2 separate regions of the Rattus norvegicus genome follow, and region 1 is linked to region 2. A link is a contact called in public Hi-C data. All regions are on one chromosome and are shown on one strand. Each heading gives the region's core, a stretch centred on a gene start, on an enhancer-like site or on the middle of the called end of the contact. The rest is flanking DNA. Distances are from core to core; before and after follow the strand shown.

The links. Hi-C and Micro-C count contacts between places; a contact is called where the count stands out from the background.
Region 1: a Hi-C map of kidney shows a contact between it and region 2, with 2.0 times the contacts expected there. The contact joins the promoter of Sesn3 here to the enhancer-like site in region 2. A contact is called at or near these places in 2 of 12 Hi-C or Micro-C datasets (kidney and liver).

The regions. Positions count from the first base shown.
Region 1 is chr8:19,414,025-19,417,966 of GRCr8, forward strand. It overlaps Sesn3 (sestrin 3), which reads left to right and starts at 1,403. Exons shown (of 10, transcript NM_001108125.1): 1 at 1,403-1,629. The coding sequence starts at 1,552. It overlaps LOC120094081 (a long non-coding RNA gene), which reads right to left and starts at 1,336. Exons shown (of 3, transcript XR_005487967.2): 1 at 1,201-1,336.
Region 2 is chr8:19,368,006-19,371,936 of GRCr8, forward strand. No RefSeq gene overlaps it. Among named protein-coding and RNA genes, the nearest start is that of Sesn3, 45 kb to the right of the region's middle. Within about 2 kb of position 2,431, at least 29 of the 93 cell types and tissues checked have an H3K27ac peak or open chromatin away from gene starts, as enhancers often do. A contact at or near this core is called in kidney, where this site is marked.

The DNA.
Region 1 (3,942 bases), core at 153-2,652, 45 kb after region 2:
AGACCTTTAGAAAACGAGAAGCCGAGAATACAGATTAGGTTCTCAAGAGCGAAAACAGGTGATGTCATAGCACGCAGTGCGGTGTGGTCACCGCCAAGGCTGGCTGGGGAACTGCAGTTCCTGGGAGCTTGCTGTTCTGCTCCAGTAGCAGAAGCACCCTGTCACCGGTTCCGCGACACCGGTGAGCACCCTGCGCCAATCAGGTGCTTGCTCTGCACCGCCTTTGTTCTCACTGGGGAGCAGGCAGCCAGAGTCTGGTCTGCAGTCTGCGGTCCGGGTTTGGTCCCTCAGGGTACCTGGCTCCCTCGCTCATCTGGCTTTCCTCAGTGACTTATGCCTTCTGTCTCCAGAACATAGAAGCTAGACCCTGACCTCACCGTTGTCAGTTTTAAATCGTTTTAAACGGCAATTCGTACTCAAAACCTTCTATTCAGGCAGGGATTGGGCTCTGCAAGTCTCTAAGCAGAGGCCTCCCACAGGATTAGAGAGAGAGAGAGAGAGAAAGAGAGAGAGAGAGAGAGAGAGAGAGAGAGAGAGAGAGACCGAGCGCCAGCCAACCTCTGAGTTGTTCATGATAAAAGAACTTTCTTTGCTGTGAGAATGATCATGGGGGGTGGGGGGGGGAGAGAGAGAGAGAGAGAGAGAGAGAGAGAGAGAGAGAGAGAGAGCCCTAAACCAAAGATGTGTTTCCAGGTCTCTAACTCCAATGTATAGACTTCAGACCTCTATCTCTACAGCCGCGGGTAGTTGGTCTTTCGCACAAGACTTACAGAGTGCTTAAAGAGCATAAAGTTCTTTGAGATCTCTGGGTGCAAAGTGCTGCAAGACTTCCTCACAGCTATTCTTAGATTTAAACCGACCGAGAGAAAGCCGAACCACTGCCCTGGGAGGAAGGAACGTTCTTGCGTCCACCCTACCCACTCCCGAGAGATCAGGAAATGTTTAGCTAGGTCTCAAATCCTCTAGCGAGCTCTAGCTTCCAGCTATTTAATCTCACTCTGTCCATTCGGCCTGGTCTTGCAGAGAGGCGTGGCTTGTCCTGAGGGTGGCGCTAGAGTCCCTGATAATTTGCATATACCACACCCCCACTTCTCATTGGCAGACTGGACCCCACTACCTAACTAACCCACGGTCACTCTTTAGCATCGAGCCTCGGAGATAAACTTAACTTGCCCGGAGATTCATGTTGCTCTCGCCTACCGTGATTGGCCGACGCTACTCATTGGCTGAGGGCGCGGAAGGGGGCGTGGCCGACGCCGCCTGATTGGCGGGAGGGGGCGGTGCCCAGCACGGCTGCCCTGAAGGCGGCGGGCCTCGGGGGCGGGGCTGCACTGAGGAGCTGAGACGGCCGCGGCTGCTCGTCCTGGCTGGCGGGGCGGGGGTCTGGCGATGGGGGCGGGAGGAACAACGGGCCGGTGAGCGCCGCGGCCGCCGTCCCCGCCGAGCTCGCGCGGGCAGCCGCTGCGTCGTCGCTGCCGTCCGACCCCCTAAGAAGAGAACGTTGAAGCAGCCCTTCGCTAGCGGCCGCGGTGACAGCCCGGCTTCGGCGCGATGAACCGCGGTGGCAGCAGCGCGTCGGCCTCGGCCAACTACCTGCTCTGCACCAACTGCCGGAAAGTGCTGCGGAAGGTACGGCGCGTCCGCGTCCGGCAGTGAGGCGCTCCCCACGGTCGGGGTCCGGGCGGCGCTTGCGGGGGACGAGATGCGAAGGGTCCTCCCGCGGGGTCCCCGCGCTCGGCCCCTGGACTGCAGCCGGGTCTGCCCCGAGGCTGAAGGGATGCTGGGATGCTGGGAGGAACCGGCTCCGCTGGGGATGGAGGCTGGCCTGAAATCACAGCAGCCAGTTTGGTCTGCAGGAGCCTGGCTGCCTCTCCGCGGTGGCTGACTCTGGGGGGTGTTTTCTTTGACTGGGTCGCTTCTGCCAGGCCCACAGTGCCCTGACACCGCCTTTTGACATTCTCTTGGTGGGTCCCAAAAGGCACCATGAAGGCATCTTGAACTTTATGCCTATGGGAAATACTGTTCGATCTTCCAGCGCTTTCAGCTTGGGTTGGTGGAGGTGGAGGCTGAAGACGACTTGGGTTCGCCCTCCTTATCATCCCCCACCGCGGTGTGGATCAAGAAAATCCGACCCAAGATCAGCTTATTGCTTTCCAGAGTGACTGATAGAAAGTTTACTCCAGTATTGTTTAGCTTACTTGGCTTAATCGCCCCGTGGGGGATGGGGATTCAGGGAGAGAAAGGATGACAAAATGTCCCTGTAGACGCAGAAGAGTTTTTAATCAGATCTGAACAGCCTCCTTGACTAATATAATCTGTTTCTTTTCCACTCTCTCTCTCTCTCTCTCTCTCTCTCTTTTTTTACATTGCATGAAATGAAATCATTAGGTGAAGTGTTTCTGTTTGCCCAGCACCAAATGAATTAAAATTGCTGAGCTGTGCATATCTGAGAGCTAAGATGAAGAAGGTGCCGGGTTTTTTTGTTTTTTTTGGTTTTTTTTTTTTTTTTGTCAATTTCCCTATCTACAGTCAATTTAGGATTGCTCTTTATGTACTAAGAAAAAGAAGCAAGCACATAAATAAGCAAGCTCAAATATTTGCGCTCTTTGTCCAAAAACTGTTTTTCTTCCTCTGTGGGTCAGGCCAAGTGCCAATCAAAGTTGTTTTTCAAGCCTCTTTTCCCTGCAGTGGAGCTGGTCCCCCCGCCCCCCCTCCTTTCTCCTATTTTATTTGAGAGCGTCAGGAAAGCAAAGGAATTGCAGGTTTGAAGTTAATCAAACAATTAAATACGCCTTAAATTGTGTTTATTGGATATGTTTCTCTTAAAAAAGATTTTTATTAAATGTGCATGTTGAGAATGTGCAGTTATTTTTCCCCCATAAACTCCTGGATCAAATTACAGTTGATACTTGCTCAGCTCATTGTAGGGCAGCTTGAGAGAAATGTAATGGATCAGAAGCTCAGTTCAGCTCAGTTGAATGTTAACTCTTTCACTGCTGGACCAGGTGGCATCTGAATAGAGGTTTTAAAAATTATTATTTCTTAATTTTTTTAAAGCCGAAATTGTCTTTGTCAGGAAAAACAGTGTCAGTGAAACCTGTTTAATTCAACTTTCAGTTAAAATGAAAGGAAATGTTATATGTGTGGGTCCTAGTGTGGGGAGCAGTGCTATAATTGACTTATTTAAGTGATATAATTCTATTTCAGTCAAAGCACATTAAAATTAGGCTTCGCACCTTTTTATTTTTCGTTTGACAGAGCTTTGATTATGAATCCATGACACTAGCATTAATGACATATTTATGTTTTTCTTCCAGTTTTTTAAGAAACTAATATTTCTGTTTATCTGGGAAGACCATCTCACTTCTAACCATAACTATAAGAAGCATGCAAAGTGGGCATTCACAGTTTTCTATTTTATAATTGTGCACACCTCTGCCAGTATCCAGTTTTCAGTAACTACAAGGCATTTAATTTTGACTCATGTAGTGGCATGAAATGAGTTTAGATGAGAAAAACATTGTTTGTGCCAGTTAAGACATGATCTGGCAACATTCGAAGCTCATAACATTGCCATTCTTAAACACTCTAGAAAGAAATCAGTATCTAGCATTAAAGGCTTCATCATCCTAAAAATGCCACGTGAAGATTTACTTGTAGTAATGATGTTTTTATTTTCGGTAGATATAGCTAAAGTTCATCTACAGCCACCACAGCCTGATTGCCTGCATCTTTCTTGTTTCTATATAGTAGTGTGCAAGCACATTGGGTTCTAGTTGAGTGAGGACACCGCAGAAGGATGACTGCATCCATGTCAGTGGCCTCTTGGCTATTAGAACTGTCATCAGTGAGAAGCAGAGGCCTTTACCTGTACAAGGCAGAAGGCCCTTTTCTGGCCGTGAGCAATATGTGCAACATATGATGGCTTCTGAAGAAACTTTA
Region 2 (3,931 bases), core at 1,181-3,680:
CATTCAATCCATTTGCATTCCCAAGGTAAATTCTAACTAAGCTGAACACACAGAAAGAGTAAATAACGTCTTATTTATTAAAGATAAGGACACAGAAATCAAGTCAGTCCCTCACCTACAGGTCGATTTGCTAGCATTTTTCTAGTAATTTGCTAGGACCTTGGGGTCTGCTAGGGACTGGCTGTGTAGTTTCTTGTATAAGGCAGGCATGACTCAACTCTTTCCCACTGGGGATGCGGAGGAGGCCCCTGTGCAGGTGGAGCTTGGAGGCAGCCCACGCCTTCCTGGGAGGTTTTGTCCGTGTGCAGTATTGTACTGGAGCGGTGGGTGCCATGCAGCATTGATTGTGCATGTAGGTGACTCATGTCGCTGTGAGACTGTTTCACATTATAAAGTCCCAGTAAGAACAACAAAAGTGTTAGTATGGAAACCTGACCAATCAATCCAACAGGTATTTCTTGTGCAGTTGAGATGACCCCTGACTTACTACATGTTTACAGCCCAGCAATCCAGCAGCAAGTTGAAAAAATGCATTTGGTGAACCTCACCTATAGAACATCACAGTTCTGTGTGGTTTGGTAACACTGCACAGCAGAAGGCTGGTGGTCTCCCTTGGCAACTGGGAACAGATCTTAGTTTGCTTCCCACTACTGTGTTAAACACTATCACCAAAAGCAACTTGGGCAGAAAAGAATTTATTTCAGCTCACAGTTGTAACCCACCATGAAGGGAAGTCAGATCCAGAACTCAAGTAGGAATCCCAAATCAAGAACTGATGCAGAGGCCATGGAGGAGCACTGCTTACTGGTTTGGACCCCATAGCTTGCTCAGCCCGCTTATTTATAGAACCCAGGACAACCTGCACCTCTGTGGCATCACCCCCTGATGGGAGGAGCCTTCCCATAACAATCATTAAGAAAATGCCCCACGGACTTGCCTACAGATCAATCTGATGGAGACATTTTCTCAGTTGAGGGTCTTCTCCCGAGATAATCCCAGCTTGTGTCAAGTTGAAACAAACAAACTAACAAACAGACAACTAACCAGACCAGAGTGTGTGTGGGGTGGGGTGGGGGAGGATGTGACTTCAGGTAGCTGCAGCGTACTGCTACCACCCAAGAGAGCAATATACCAGGAAAATATCTGAACTTGACGTTCACAGTTGCTCTTGCCCCATGACAAGGCTGAGAATATTTTAAGACCATTTATCCTTCCCACTCGCGATAGCTAACATGGACTGTCAGCTTGACAAGGTCTAGAAGCAAAATGAAGACAAAGCTGTGACCATGCCTGTGAAGGACTTTCCCGATGTGGTTAAACTAAGGTGGAAGTCCCACTGTGGGTGATGCCATTCCCTAGGCTTGGATCCCACACTGAATGAAATGAAGACCAGATGAGTATCAGCATCCATCTCCCTCTGCTTCTTGACCCTAGATGCAGTGTGAGCAGCTGCCTCACCTCCTGCCACCATACCTTCTTTGTCAGCTCGAACTATGAGCCAAAGTAAACACCTCCTCCTCCCTCCCTAAATTGCTTGTGCCAGGCGTTTTGTCACAGTGGTGAGAAAGTACCAAGTCTAGCACCTCAGACTAGAATTTGGAGTAGAGCACAAGAAAGCAGAGGCCATTCTCTTCTTGTACAATCTTTTGCGCCTTTGCGAATGGTCAGAAAATTCCAGTACTGCTTTATCCCAGGCCCCGCCACATATTCACCACCTCTGTCTCTGACATAGGTCATAGATCTCTGGTCCCTGTCTTAGATACTGCCAAGTCATTGCTATGGTTCCTATGTTAAGAAATGGGGGCTGGGGGGTGTTACTGTTTTATTTTTAGAATTAAGAAAAGAGTCTTGTCTCTGTAGCAAAAGATCATTTTTCACTTCCTCCTAAGGCAGACACATCCTCTGAGATCTGCCGCCTTTCAACTCATGCAGGCAAGAGCTGACTTCATGTACTGCAGTCCTTACTGCCTTACTGCCATCCATCTTGGATTAGAAATATTCGTGGAAGCAGAAAGAAGTGAGGGCATTGTCTTTTAAATAACTGCATGCTCTGGGTCAGGGTCAGGCTCCTGAGTCCTGCTTGGGAGAATGAGGTAGAGAAGGTTGCCTTTTACTCAGCCAATGAGCTGAGTAAAATGCAGCTGAATGAGATGCCATCCTTCCCCCATGCAAACAGTGGCACGGGGACTTGGTTTTGCTTTGTCATGACTAGACAACCCAAATATCACCAGGCCTGCATCAGCAGTCAGGTCTGGATTCTGTCATTGTCTGTCCCTCTGGTATTCAGAGATGCTGGCTCAGGAGAGACAGCACAGTTCAATTTCCAAATGCATCTGAAATCCTTTAAGCCCTTTGTTGGAGGCGTTGCAAAACCACAGTAGGCCTGAGCCTTTTTTCCCCTCTGTGGTTGCATCACCGCTACCAGGACAAGCACAACTGGCTCTTTCTCTGAAGAAACGTTGGCATCTGTGGTCCAAAGGTTAAGCATGCTGAGGCCTGGCTTGTTGGATTGCATTTCATTAGAGTCCCCGGGAAGAACCAGCTGAGCTCTGCGACTCACTGGGGAGTGGGGAGCAATCTCTTGCTGTTCTTTCTCCAGGGAAAGCAAGCAGCATATGGCGTTCTGCCTGTGGCACCAACAGTTCATTTCCACTGGCTTTTCTGTAGCTTCAGCAGCTCTGGGATTGGAAGGGCGGGTTCTTTATTGCTTCCTGCAATACCTCTCTGAGTTCTTCTCCAAGTCTCTGCTTTTGTTCTGCAGATTCTTCTCCAGCTTTGTCTGGCTTGGGAGGTAAACACTTGGCTCTGGATCCAGGGCTGCCTGGGACCCAGGGATTCAGTGTCTCTGAAGCAGTTACTGTGACTCTCGATGCAGTGTTAACTGTTTCTCTTTCTCCCGTGCACAAACACCCTCTCTGTTTCTCCTTGCCCACTCGGAAATGCTCACTAATGATTGTGGGACCACATCGATGCACACGGAGGAAGAATCAGCCAAAACAAACACGGGACATTTGGTGGGGATGAGGGCTATGGCAATTATGATGGTGGCAACTGTGGTGGCAGTGACAAGGACAATACTCCGAACAAGGATTTGTCGAGATATTTGTATGTTTTATGCATACTACAAAGTACTTTACACAAAGTCTCTTCTTATCTATCCTCTGAATACCTCCATCACTGACAAAGAGAGGTATTCTTACTAGCTCCATTTTACAGAGAAAAATGAGGCCTAGTTTGCCAGAGACACGATCCTAACAAAGAAGAACCGGTGCTTAATCGTAGGGTGATGCTAACAGCGGATACGTCCAGGTCATTCTCAGAACTCTGCTCTAGAAGTCGATAATTGATCATTGTTCTTCATAACAGACATGAGACCGTAATGATAATGATCAAAATTGTTGAAAATTTTACAGATCAGACATTGTGCTTGGAACTCCACACATATCACCTCACACAGACCTCTATGCTCATAAACAACAAATCGACTTGAGCATCACAAACATAAACATCTCCAATGCAAGAGACTCTGCTGGCTCAAACACTCTGCACACTGGCCTGGTGTCATAAGTGGGAAATTCCACATCTAACTTCATAAAACAGAATACAGTAAGTTAGTAAATAAATAAATACATAAATAAATGCACACTGAAAATGTCGTATATCAGGCTGATCACGGGAGCACTTGCAGAAGAATCATCCCAAGTTCAAGACCAACAGGGTTACACAAAAGAGGAAGGGAGGGAGTGAGGGAGAGGAAAGGGAAGAGAAGGGAAGAGAAGGGAAGGCCAAGATAATCACAGAATTGTAAAACTCCACCTTTAGGCTCTGTAAGGCACAAGGAAGCAGGTAAATGTTGCGTTTCCTTCACTTCACTGTATACACGAAAATATTTGAAAATTCAAAGCAGTAGAAAACCTTCCACACTTTAGAT